Linked DNA regions of Oryctolagus cuniculus: region 1 is linked to region 2. Evidence: chromatin contacts called from public Micro-C data. All regions are on one chromosome and are shown on one strand. The core of a region is the stretch at or near the end of the contact, and the rest is flanking DNA. Distances in the headings are between cores, read along the strand shown. Region 1 holds the start of FCF1 (FCF1 rRNA-processing protein). Region 2 holds the start of NPC2 (NPC intracellular cholesterol transporter 2).

Evidence for each region. A called contact is a pair of places that touch in the nucleus more often than the background predicts.
Region 1: a Micro-C map of ear pinna shows a contact between it and region 2, with 3 times the contacts expected there. The contact joins the promoter of FCF1 here to the promoter of NPC2 in region 2. A contact is called at or near these places in 2 of 6 Hi-C or Micro-C datasets (ear pinna and embryonic fibroblasts).

Annotation. Positions count from the first base shown.
Region 1 is chr20:20,782,269-20,788,246 of mOryCun1.1, reverse strand. FCF1 (FCF1 rRNA-processing protein) reads right to left here and starts at 2,899. Exons shown (of 8, transcript XM_002719647.5): 1 at 2,824-2,899; 2 at 2,493-2,560; 3 at 1,049-1,120; 4 at 1-9. The coding sequence starts at 2,826. AREL1 (apoptosis resistant E3 ubiquitin protein ligase 1) reads left to right here and starts at 2,888. Exons shown (of 20, transcript XM_070065274.1): 1 at 2,888-2,999.
Region 2 is chr20:20,582,939-20,588,846 of mOryCun1.1, reverse strand. NPC2 (NPC intracellular cholesterol transporter 2) reads left to right here and starts at 1,606. Exons shown (of 4, transcript XM_002719582.5): 1 at 1,606-1,951. The coding sequence starts at 1,867. ISCA2 (iron-sulfur cluster assembly 2) reads right to left here and starts at 1,534. Exons shown (of 5, transcript XM_070065269.1): 1 at 1,322-1,534; 2 at 1,016-1,118; 3 at 809-924. The coding sequence starts at 1,392.

The sequences.
Region 1 (5,978 bases), core at 1,650-4,149, 200 kb before region 2:
TGCTGGGGGCTGATGGAAAAAGAAATTAAGAACATCAAGTCACGTCCATTTGGCACTTTGGCGCATCAACAAAAACAAAAAAGCAAGTCTCTGGACAGGGTACCACAGATAAAACTTTCTCTTGTTCATTGAAAATAAATCCTAAAAAGGCAAGGAAGGAAATAACAGCATATCTTAATCTCAAGTTCACTTGCACACTTCATATGAGTTCCTGTATCAGACACAGAACAGCCATGGGTACAGGGAGGTAGACCACAGCTGTCATGGTGAGAATGATGCTACCAATTTGCCGTTCTCACAGACTCCTAAAAGGGTTGTATGGAAGGTGACAGGGCTTGCCCAAAGTGAGGGTTATACACTATACATGGCAGGGTCTGTTTCTCATCTGAAAGCTCAAGATGTTGGGGCTGAATCTGAGGGTGAATCTGCGTTGAATTTTTAACAGTAGTTTATGGACCAGTACCCAGCCATGATGATATATCCATCATCAATGAACAAAATGAAATACTTATTTTAAAGCAATAATCTTTATTCTAAAAATAAATCCTTACTTTCTTTTGGTTATTCAGTCTCTCTTTTATGCTGGTGTGTTAAACCACAATTTAAAAAAAAAATTCTTGGCAATAAAAGAAGTTAATAGGGTTACATTATATTCCCAGGATTTTAGGGGTAATTTTGCTGCTCCCCGAAATATTGAAACCTTCAGGGGCCTGCACTGTGGTGTAGTAGGCCAAGCCTCAGCCTACAGTGCCTGTATGTCATATGAGTGCCAGTTCGAGTCCTGGATGCTCCACTTCCCATCCGTCTCTGTTATGGCCTAGGAAAGTAGTAGAAGATGGGCCAAGTCCTTGGGCCCTTGCACCCACGTGGGAGACCCGGAAGAAGCTCTGGCTCTGGCTGTTGCAGCCATCTGGGGAGTGAACCATAGGATGACCTCTCTCTGTAGCTCTACCTCTCAAATAGATAAGCAGGGATTTCTAAGAGGCCTGTGGTTCTGAGAACATCGCTTCAAATTCCAAAGGAAAACCTGAAGCTTCTGGTTACTCACACTTCTCTTTCCTTCAGTGCACTGGGGTCCTTCTTTTCCTTCTTCTTAGGTTTTAATCTATCCTTTTCTTTACTAAGAAGAAAAAAGCACACAGTAGTTATAATCTCATTCTACCATTTTTTTTTTTGGTACACAGAAGACATCCTACTTTGTAACTGCTTTACGTTCACATCAGCATACATTTTCCGAGCAAATCACCGCAGTGGGAAGCAGCCTGGAAGTCTCAAAACTAATCAGTACAGCCAGGATTCCATAAAAACTGTTAACAGGCCAATACAATTGATTATGTTATCTTTTTTTTTTTTTTTTTTTTGGTTAGGAGCTCTCATAACAAGGATCAAAACCCACAGCTAAGCAGCAGGGAAACAGGCTGACTTTTATCTTACCAAGACTCAGATCCCGTATAAGTTGGAGGGGAAAGGATTCTCCCATAAGCCTCTTATAAAGGCTAAACCTTAACAATGCATACACAAAAGTTAAATGTTAGGTAGGAAGAAAATATTACTGATGGGGTGTCATTCTTAAAAAATGACATAATAACTTCACATTAAAGGCAGGCTGAGGAGCCGCCACTGTGGCGTAGTGGGTAAAGCTGCCTCCTGCAGTGCCAGCATCCCATATGGGCGCTGGTTCGAGTCTTGGCTGCTCCACTTCCAATCCAGCTCTCTGCTATGGCCTGGGAAAGCAGTAGAAGATGGCCCAAGGCCTTGGGCCCCTACACACACACATGGGAGACCCGGAAGAAGCTCCTGGCTCCTGGCTCTGGATTGGTGCAGTTGCGGCCAATTGGGGAGTGAACCAGCAGATGGAAGACCTTTCTCTCTCTCTCTGCCTCTCCTTCTCTCTGTAACTCTGACTTTCAAAAAGAAAAATCTTAAAAAATAAAAAAAGGCAGGCTGAGAATACTTTTGAAGGCTCTAAGGACTATTCTCTTGTTCGGAGTCTCTTAAACTCACTGACGCAGTTATTTAGGTCTTCTTTGTGACAGGGACTACTACTGCCCTCTCTTCCAAGGTGATCTGGATTCCTTTACGATTTATAAAACGGAGAACTTTCCCATTCTCTTTAAAAAACATTTGAGGGTCAGATGCTGGAGACCCAAGACAAATATGTCCTCTGACCTCACCATCTTTCAACATAGATCAAAAACGCATTTTCCCCCTCTGGGGAACGTTGTGCTGTAACAAGATAAAGATTCGCACATCGACCTCTCACAAAACTGTTAGCATCCTTAAACGTAATGTGGCACATAATACAACAAGGTGTTCACTCAAGAAATGTTTAACTCCCAGGTCTTTCCCAGTGTAACTGTGTGACTACTACCCCATGAGAATAAATCTAAGGCAACAACATTCAAAGTAAAAACAAACAAAACACAAAAGCTTTTCCTACTTCTTCCCCCGTACCGCTGGCAACTAAGACCCAGCTGATTGCGGACACTTACAGCCTCTCATCTCTTAGACTAAGCATTCGCTTCATGGTCGCATACTTCCTTGCTTTCTTTTGCTTCCCCTTGAAACAGAAATCGTAAAGTTAAAAGAGTTGGAAACGCACTGCATTTTGAAAAGTCCCTTCTTTTTTTGTGTCCATTCCCGTCCCCTCTTCCCGCGAACACACCCCTCTCCCCATTCGCTAAGGCATAACCGGTTCCGCTCGGAGGATTTTTAAAGACCAGAATGAGCACAAACTAGGGGAATGCGGGCGAAATTTTGCCAAGCACAGAATCCCTCCGTACAGTAGCCTCAGACAACCCAGTCTTGGACCCCCTCCCTTACCATGCTCTTGCCGTACTCTTGGTTCTTCCGGAATCACCGATAGCGCGACACTTTTACGTCATCTGCTACTGTTTCCGGTAAAGGGTAGCCCGGAAGCGGAAGTCACTTGGGAAACGGAAAAGTCCCGAGCCGGCTTGTCAGACCCGTCGGAAACCTGTGCTGGGGTTTTTTAAGGGGTGAGGGTTGCTTGCTAGTGATCTACTGCTGGGTGTTGCTGTCACCTTCCAGGACACCAGGGCTGCCGCTTCGCCGCGCTGCCACCCCCAGCTCGGGTAACGTTTCTCTCCAGCCCGAGGTGGAGCCCAGATCTGCCTGCACCAGGGTTCCAGGAGGAGGGAGCACAGGGTAGGGAGGTCGGAAGCCTGGGTTACCCAGTAGTTTTGGGAAACACATTCTCCTTGTTCCCCAGTGCTCGGCATCAAGTCTCTGCGGTGCAAGCCTGTGGCTTTGGTTGCTAATCGGTGCTCCCAGCAGGCCCGGTGCTTCGTACCGCTAGGTGGGCGACCCTCCGCGAGTGGACACCGCGCGTTCGTCGCGGCAAAGAGGGGTGAAGCCGCGTTTGAGGGTCTTCTTCAGGCTGTCACTGGACAGTTGAGGATTAGCCGGCGTGTGTGCCTGCTGACCAGGCCGGGAAGACGGTGGGAGACGGTCGATATATATTATGAAGCCGTGGGGTACCTAACTTAAGGGGAAAGAGAGACTTTGTGAGAACAAAAAGGGAAAGATAACTTGCTTTTTTAAATTTTCCTTTTTCTTGAATACCTACCATGAGTTGCAGCGGTTCTTAACCTTTTAAAGATCGTATATCCTTTAAAAGTCAGTGGAAAGGCAGGGACAACTCTTTTAAAAATGGGCTTGCATACCCACCGTGGGTCCTCTAGGTCTGTAAACTTGAGCTTTAAAAACCTTTGTCCTGTACGTGTAATTTACCTTCTCTGACCTTCACAATCACTTAAGCACCGTCCTTTTGCACGTGGAGAAGCTGGGGCCCAGACTTGGTCTGTTTGGATTTAGTTGAACCCAAAACCCATTCTTTATTATTACACGGTGCTATCCTGGTGGTTGGAGGCCAGAAAAATTAACAGATAGAAAAAAAGGTGGTGTATTGGTTAACATGAACTTTCTAGATTGATGGGGATGGGGTCTCTCACAAGCTGTATGTCGTTGAGTGGATTAATCTGTGCCTCAGTTTCTCCATCTGTTAAATGGAGATAATTATAGTAGTCTGTGCCTTACAGGAATGTCATCAGGACTTAGGGTAAAATATGAAGTTCACAGAACGCGGGCTACCACGAAAAAACCCTTCCAGTATTTCCTGTTAGCGTTGTGTATCTTCCAACGTAGAGGAGTGTGGTTAGGGTTGGAATTTTATGCTAGTTTTTTTTTTTTTTTTTAAATATAGTTGATCTATTTTGGAACCTGAAGGTGGTGATAAACCTTGGAAACCTTATTAAGTTTTCAAGTTTCGAAAGCCTTGGTTGCAGGGTGGTTTCTTGGGTTGCTTTGGGAGTAGACTGCATTCTTCCCGCTTCTTTCTCTTTTGGGCATGTGTTCAGATAGCTTCATAGTTCACATTTCTGTAGGCTCTGAATTTTGCTGTTGAAGTAGTTTTCTTATTGAAGCATCTGCAGATACTGTATGTATCTGTTTGAGGTTACTGGAGTTCCTGACTTGGAACGGCTTGTCTCTGCCAGCCCATCATTCATGAACAGAGCTGATAGCAGCCACTTTTTCTCATGCATTTGGATGTCTTTTGTGATTAGGCAACACATTTTTTGCAAAGGTGGTCACTTTTTTTTAACATTAGTAGACTGATTATATAAAGGTTCAGAGGGAAAGTTGTGTATAATCAAGTAGTAATTTGCATTTGAATTATTTCAGCCTCTGTTGCCCTGCTTTGTGGTCTTTTGGGGTGTGAACCAGCAGATGGGGGTGTGCTCGCTTGCTCTCTCCTTTCTAAATCTGCCTTTCAAATCTTAAAAAGAAAAAAATAAATTCAGGCATTGACAGAAAAACACTCCCTTGATAATGTGGATCCTTAATTAATTTTGTAATCCATGCACAATAAGTTTTTTTTTTTTTTTTAAAAACCTAGTTTTTATTCTGAGAATTTTCTGATTTGCTTGATTGTTTATACTTGACAGGGAGTTAAATTAGTGTAGGAACAACATAGGGGATCAGAATGTACTTAGAAAAATAGGTTTTGTTATATTGTAATTTATTGCAATGTGAGGTTTTTGTAGCCTGGGATTAAAGCACTCAGATACTTTATTGCGTTCTTTGGGGTGGGAAGTGGGGAGGTGGTGTTGATTTGTGTTGAGTGGGAGTAGAAAGTAATTGCTTTTGGGTACATACTTGTGAAAAGAAATTATTTTAGTCCTTCTCAACAGTCAAGAGAATTGTTTTGATTTTCCTGCAGTCTTAAAGAGAAAGAATCTCAAGGCATTGGACCCGTAATTGGGCTTGGACTCCATTCCATTCTCTAATTGGTCTAAGTTACTAATTTAAGTTGGTAACATTTCTTTATAAATTGTTACGGATAATGAAAGAACATCTTGTATTTCAATTTTAGTAAATTTTAGGTAGATTCACTTTTGTGGCTATCAAGGAGAACAAAAATAATTTTAAAGTATTTTCTTCTTTTTCAAGTTAGAGCTTTTACATTTATGAGGCACATAACATGACTTCCCTCTCCCCACCCCCAGCAAATATTGGTTGCTGTTAATTGTTTTGAGTTAATTGGACTGCCTCTAATTGAGGCAGCACGGTGTTCGTGGTCTTGATGTTGAATTGGTTTGTAAGGATACCTCAGAGGGAGGTTGACGCTGCATGCTTATTCAGAAAGCGTTTCTTGAGGGCCGTTCTGTCTAGGCAGCGTGCTAGTTGCTCTTCAGGAGTTCAGTCCACTATTGGAGAAAGTCTGGTGAACAGTTGTGGCAGGAGCTTGAATCAAGGTTTGTGAACTGAAGTATTTTAGAAGAATCATAGCGCCTGTTCACCCTTCTAGAGGTGGCCCAGGTCAGAGCACTGTTGTATAATATTTACTAGGTCAATATGCCGTATGATAGATCAGATTTTATGACCTTAATGGATTCTAGTGTATCATTTACTTTTTAAATGGCTTTAGTCATAAACTAGACTTGGGTTCAAATTTC
Region 2 (5,908 bases), core at 357-2,856:
ATTATACATTAAACCACTATTGTATTGGGGATGGGGGGGCAGGGGTGGAATTTAGTCAAGAGTAAAAGCTCACATTCTGAAATAACAGTGGCAAAACACAACACTCTTGGATCCTGCATCGAGGGAAATAAAACTGGAAGAGGGACATGATTAGAAGGCTACCTCCAGAATTCTACCAACCCAGGCTCCTCCGTCGGCAGCGCGCCTCGGGGCCACCTACGGTCCCATCACAGCTTGACAGAGAAGGATGACCCACAGGAACAGCCCTGCTGTGCCTGAGGATTGTTCAACACTTGAAACGAGCTCCGGATCAGTTCTTGGCTGAAGTCCACCTGGGCCCCTTTCACGAAGGCCAGGCTATCAGAGTCCACCACCACTCTGGCTCCACCCTGCTCAAAAACCCTGCAGAGACAGCAGGAAGCCGTGAAGGAGCCTCACCCAGGGGTGCAGCCCAGGGGTGCACAGTCCTCGGCTTTCCGATCGCGTTAGGCACCACCTCCCTCCAACAGGGGCTGATTTTCTTAGGAACGCTGGGAAACGCTCAGGGACTGAAGCCTGGAATGCAGCCCAGCCTGTCACGCTACTGTGGACCTGGGCGGGCCCATTTCCCCCACTATAAATCAGCTACACTGAATCAAGACCAACAATTCTTGCATCCTCACTGTGTGAGAAGGGCGGTGCTAACCACCCTTAGGGAACTCTTCAAAAACAACGCAAACCCTTTACGCTCGGAATCAGAGTGCACCTTAAACTGGACACACTCTGTCCCTCCCGCGCGTCCGCTGGGGGCCCGTCCCCTTCTCCTTGCCTGTCGTCGGGGTTGATGACCGTGTCCAGCGAAAACTTGTACTGGAATCCGGAGCATCCTCCTCCCTCCACCTCCAGCCGGAGGAATTCTGACCCTTCGGTGATTTCCAGGAGCCTCTGAAATTCAGGAACCGGGATCGGAAACGCCGGCCAGCGGAGGGAGAGGGCAGGTGCGGGGCGGGCTCGGCGTCGCGGGCGACCCCCTTACCTGGACGCAGCTGTCCGTGAGTCGGATCTGCCCTTCGCCAGCCTCGGGACCGGAGGACGACGCTTCCCGACGCGCCTGAAGTCCCGGAGAGGCCGCCAGGAGCCTGCGGCGCAAGGGAGGAAGACGAGTCCGGGAACAGAAGGACGCCTGGCGACCCCCGCTGAGGCAGCTTCACGCCAAGCCCCGAGACCCCCACCGGCACGGCTTCACGCCACATCCTCGCTTCCCCCTCCGGCCTCAGTTTCCCCTTTCCCCCGGAGGCGCCAGACCTAACGTCCACCCCAAGTGCCCTTCTAGCCTTAGTACCTGCCCCTCGGCCAGCGGGCGACAGCTTTCAACGCCGAGGCCGCTAGCGACAACACGCGGGCAGCCGCCATCTTGCCCCCAAGAATCCCGCCCCTCGCACCGCCTTTATCACCGCCTTCGTCCGGGTCTCGGAGGCGGAGAGAATACGCCGGAGGGTGGAGCCTCGCTGATTCCCCGCCCCCCGAGCGTGCCTATTGGGCTATGCAGGAGGAGAAGGGGTTTGATTGGCTAAGAAATGGTCCCGATTGGAAAGCAGGGGCGGGCCAAGAAAACTGGGGCGGAGCGCTCAGGGGAGGAGCTGGGCAGGGCGGAGCTGGGACGGCGTCCTCCAGTGCTCTGAGCGGACCTGATGGGCGGGACAGCGAGCGTCTGGGCCCGAGCGCTCGGGGCCTGGCTCCCGCGGGCGGGGCCCGGGCGGACCTCGGCCTCGTCGCTGGTGACCGGTCGCCTGACGGGGCCCCTCCCCTGGCCCGCCCCATCAGGTTTATCTTGTGACCGCGGCGTCCACTCCTTGCTTCCTCGAGCCTAGAGCCTGGTTAACCACCATGCGCTTCCTGACTGCTGCGTTCCTGCTCCTGGCGCTCGGCGCCGCCGCGGTCCAGGCCGAGCCGGTGCGGTTCAAGGACTGCGGTGAGCCCCGGGCCGGCCCCAGGGTCCCGCCCCGCGCTGCCACCTCAGGCTGGGTTGGGGTGGGATCCTCGGACGGCCAGGCTCAGCCTCGGACCCGGGGGCTTCTGGGGGGAGAACGTGCTGGCCTCGAGGCAACTCGGCCGCACACAACTTTGTGTCTCTCCTTGGGACGCGTGTTTTGGGGTCCCTGGGCCTCTGTCCTAAGTTTCAAGTTTGTGGGGCGGACAACAGGTCGGGATCCAGGGGGTGAGGGTGCAGACTTCCTCCGGCTTCTTTTGCTTTCTTATTCCCTTTTGCTGACAAGACGCAAGTCAGTTCCCCTCCTCTGTTCTATTCTTACTACTGAGGGCTTCCCCTGTCACACATTCTCGGGATTCTAAGTCATTTTTTTCCTCCTACGAAATGCATCGCGTTTCCAGTCGCGGCTTATGACCCTCAACTGCCTCTCGCGCTGCGGTCGCACTCTGTTGGAAAATAACAAAGGGGGCAGTGGACGCATCCGGCCATGGTCTATAGAAGTCATTGTGGAGACTGACTCAGTGGTGTTGGGAGGTGGGGCGGAGCGGGGGGGGGGGGGGGGGGTGGGGCGTGAAAGGGACGGGAAACCGATCTTGCAGAATACCTGAGCAGGAAGGAGGCTTGGAGCTCTTGTAGTCAATCATTGACTTCCTGCCTCCTTCGCTAACTTACCCGAAGGCATAGGCAGAAGAGAACCGGAATATGCCGAGAGCAGTCCCTGCTCAGTAGCTAGGAAAGAAGTACAAAACGTTCCTGGGAAAGGTATTATAAAAAATAAATAAATAAATTTAAAAAAAACTATGCATGGATTTCAAAAATGTTTGCACCCAAACTATCTTTTAATTGCTGTTTTCCCATGCAGTTTTTTGAAGTGCACTCATACGTGTTGAAAAAGTGAATGAGTGAGTGGGTACTCTTTCCACGGCATCTTCAAAATGTGTGTGGAGACATAAGTAAAATCCTGGGCTGGGGCAGGACTGTCTAAGGACTAGACTCTGCCGGGCCGTCCCACCCAACTGGGAGGCCGGCACTTGAAAAATGCTATTTTTGCCTCATAGTACTGCCTTTTCCTCCACTAAACTCAGTGTCTATGTGTGGAGGAAGACACTGTATTAACTCATCCGGTCCTTAGACTCTGTTACAGATGAGACTGAGGCACTAGCCCATGGGAGCCAAGTAAGCAGTAGGAAAGTGGTAGGTCTTTGTGAGCTTCAGGTTTCTGAGGGAACATTGAAAAAAACCAATCCAGAAGTCGTTAGTCATTTGAAAGGGGAAGGTACACACCTGGGGGAAGAATTTCTCCAAGGGAAGGGGGCGGCTGCTACAGATTCTCAATTTACTTTCGAATTAGGAAATACAAGGTGACAACATCCGCACCCACATCAAAAGTCTCTGTGGGACTTCCCCTGCTGTGAGATTTCCTGAAGTGGTGGTGCCCGCAGAGCCTCTTAGACTTCAGTTTTGCAATGTTTGAGGGTACAGCTAAGGAGTTTGTTCTGGTGGCATTTGAAGTCCAAGAACAACATGGTAGCTAAAAACCAGGAGGAAAGGACTGTGAGTGGCGCCTTTTGCTTCGTTCCTGCCGGGTCACGGGACCTGTGCTTGCAAGAAGCGTGTAGAAACCGGACAACTCAAAGCCTCCACATCAGCACCGATTTCTAACAGGTTGTTGATTCAAGGTCAGCATAGATATAGATAGATATTTTTTCCTGTCCACAAATGATGGGATGGAGTAGAAGAGTGCTTCTCAAACTGTTTTGTGTGCTTAGAATGTGCACAGCTTGAGAACTGTGCAGTGTTGGAGGAGCAGGCTGGGGGGCTGGGGGGCTGCAAGGGCTTACTTACAGGCATGGCTGGAGCCAGTCTCAAGATCCCCAATAGGGGGTGGCGTTCGGTGCTGTGCTTGGGATACCTGCACCTCATGTCAGAGTGCCTGGGTTCCAGTCCAGCTTCCTGCTAATGTGCACCCTGGGAAGACAGCAAGCCGTGGCTCGGGGACTTAGGTCCTTGCCACCCCCGTGGGAGACCCAGATTGAACTCTTGGTGCCTGGATTTGGCCTGACCCAGCCCTGGCTATTTTGAGCATTTCGGGAGTGAACCGGTGGATGGAAAATCTTTCTTTCTCTGCACCCCCACCTCGCCACCTTTAAATAAAATGGGGGAGAAAAAAATTACAAACGGGAACAGGAGCACTAGACTTGAGCCTTGCTTGTGCCACTTTAAAATCCTGGGTTGGCGTGGAAGCATTTCTGATCCAGCCCTCGCAGGACACAGAGCAGGGCTGCTGGCTCTTTGTCCTTCCTAATTTACTCCATTCGCCTTCATCGTATATGAATAGCTTATAGCTCCTGTTAGAGAAAGCGGAAGTTCAGAAACTTGTAGAGAATGTGTAGGTTACCCCTGGGTGCCCTCTTCTTCCTGTTGGAGGACTCCCGAACTCAACAGAGCTGGTGAGTGATAAGTTTCGAACCTGCCTGGAAACAACAGTAGAGGTCAGATGAGTCCTGTTTCTGACTTTTCCCGGTGCCTTGCTACTTCTGACCCTCAGGGAGTACTGGCAAGTGAATTATTTCCAGCAGTGATGGAGACCAAGACCACAGGAGTGCTTCAGGGCAGAAGGAACCTAGACTCAGGTGGCAGGGTCGGGCCTCACTGCAGCTGCCCCTTCTGCTGTTTGTGCTAACTGACCCTATTTGGAGTTAGGTCTGATTTGGGCCCTACGGTTATAGGGAAGCCACAGAAAGACCATGACCTCTAAGCTCATCTTCAACTGTTGGAAAAAGCAAGGTCCTAATAACCTAGTTAGGGGGGCCAGGGTTGTGGCTTAGGTTAAGCTTCCACCTGTGACGCCAGCCTCCCATATGAGTGCTGGTTAGAGACCCCTGATCCAGCTCCCTGCTAATGCACCTGGGAAAGCAACAGAAGACGACTCAAGTGCTTGGGCCCCTGCATCCGCATGGGAGACCTGGAAGAAATTCCAGGCTCCTGGCTTTGGCCTTGGCCCAGCCCTGGCCATTGCGGCTGTTTGGGAGGGAACCAGCACATGGAAAATTCTCTCTCCCTTTCCCTCCTCATCTCTCTGTAACTGTGCTTTTCAAATAAATGAAAACAAACAAACAAACCTGGTTAAGGTTTGAGGTACTGCCTTTTATTTTTAAAACCAGAATATTTTGTGACTCACAGGTTTTTTTCCCCCACAAAGAACATGGCTAAAGAAAACATAGAAGTGCAGTGGGGCTACTGTGTGCTTCTCTGTTTAGAAATGCAAGCCTTGGCGTAACATGTTAAGCTGCCGCCTGCAATGCAAGCATCCCCTGTGGATGCCTGTTCGAGTCCTGGCTGTTCCACTTCTGATCCAGCTCCCTGCTGATGCGTATGAGAAAGCAACAGAGGATGACCCAAGTGTTTGGGACCCAGAAGAAGCTCCTAGCTCCTGGCTTTGGCCTGGCTCAGCCCTGGCCATGCGGCCATGCCATTTGGGGAGTGAGCCAACGGATGGAAGATCTCACTCTATTGCTCCCTCTCTCTCTCTCTCTCTCTAACTCTGCCTTTCAAATAAATCTTTTAAAAAGGGTCATTCCCAGTTCGGAGACCGTAGGAGCTTCCTCTGCGAAGGGGGTAGGACCTCAGAAATTCTGTAGTCTGCTTGTTTGCAAGCGAATGGAATCAGTGGAAGCTGAAAAGCCAGGCCTGGGTACCCTGAAGGTCCTGTTTGGCCCGTATCTGTAACGGCGCATACAATGTGGGCAGATGAGATTTCATCACTGAAGTCTCCGAGGGTCTGGGGGGAGGGTCTGGGGGTTGAACCTCTCGGAGGACAGCAGTGAGGGGCAAAGGTGTGAAACCGCATCAGGGGACCCGAAAGGGCTCTGTGTAGCTGAGTTTGAACCTGGGTCTTCCCCAGAGGCCTCACAGAGTGGTCACCCTGGAATTCCGTGG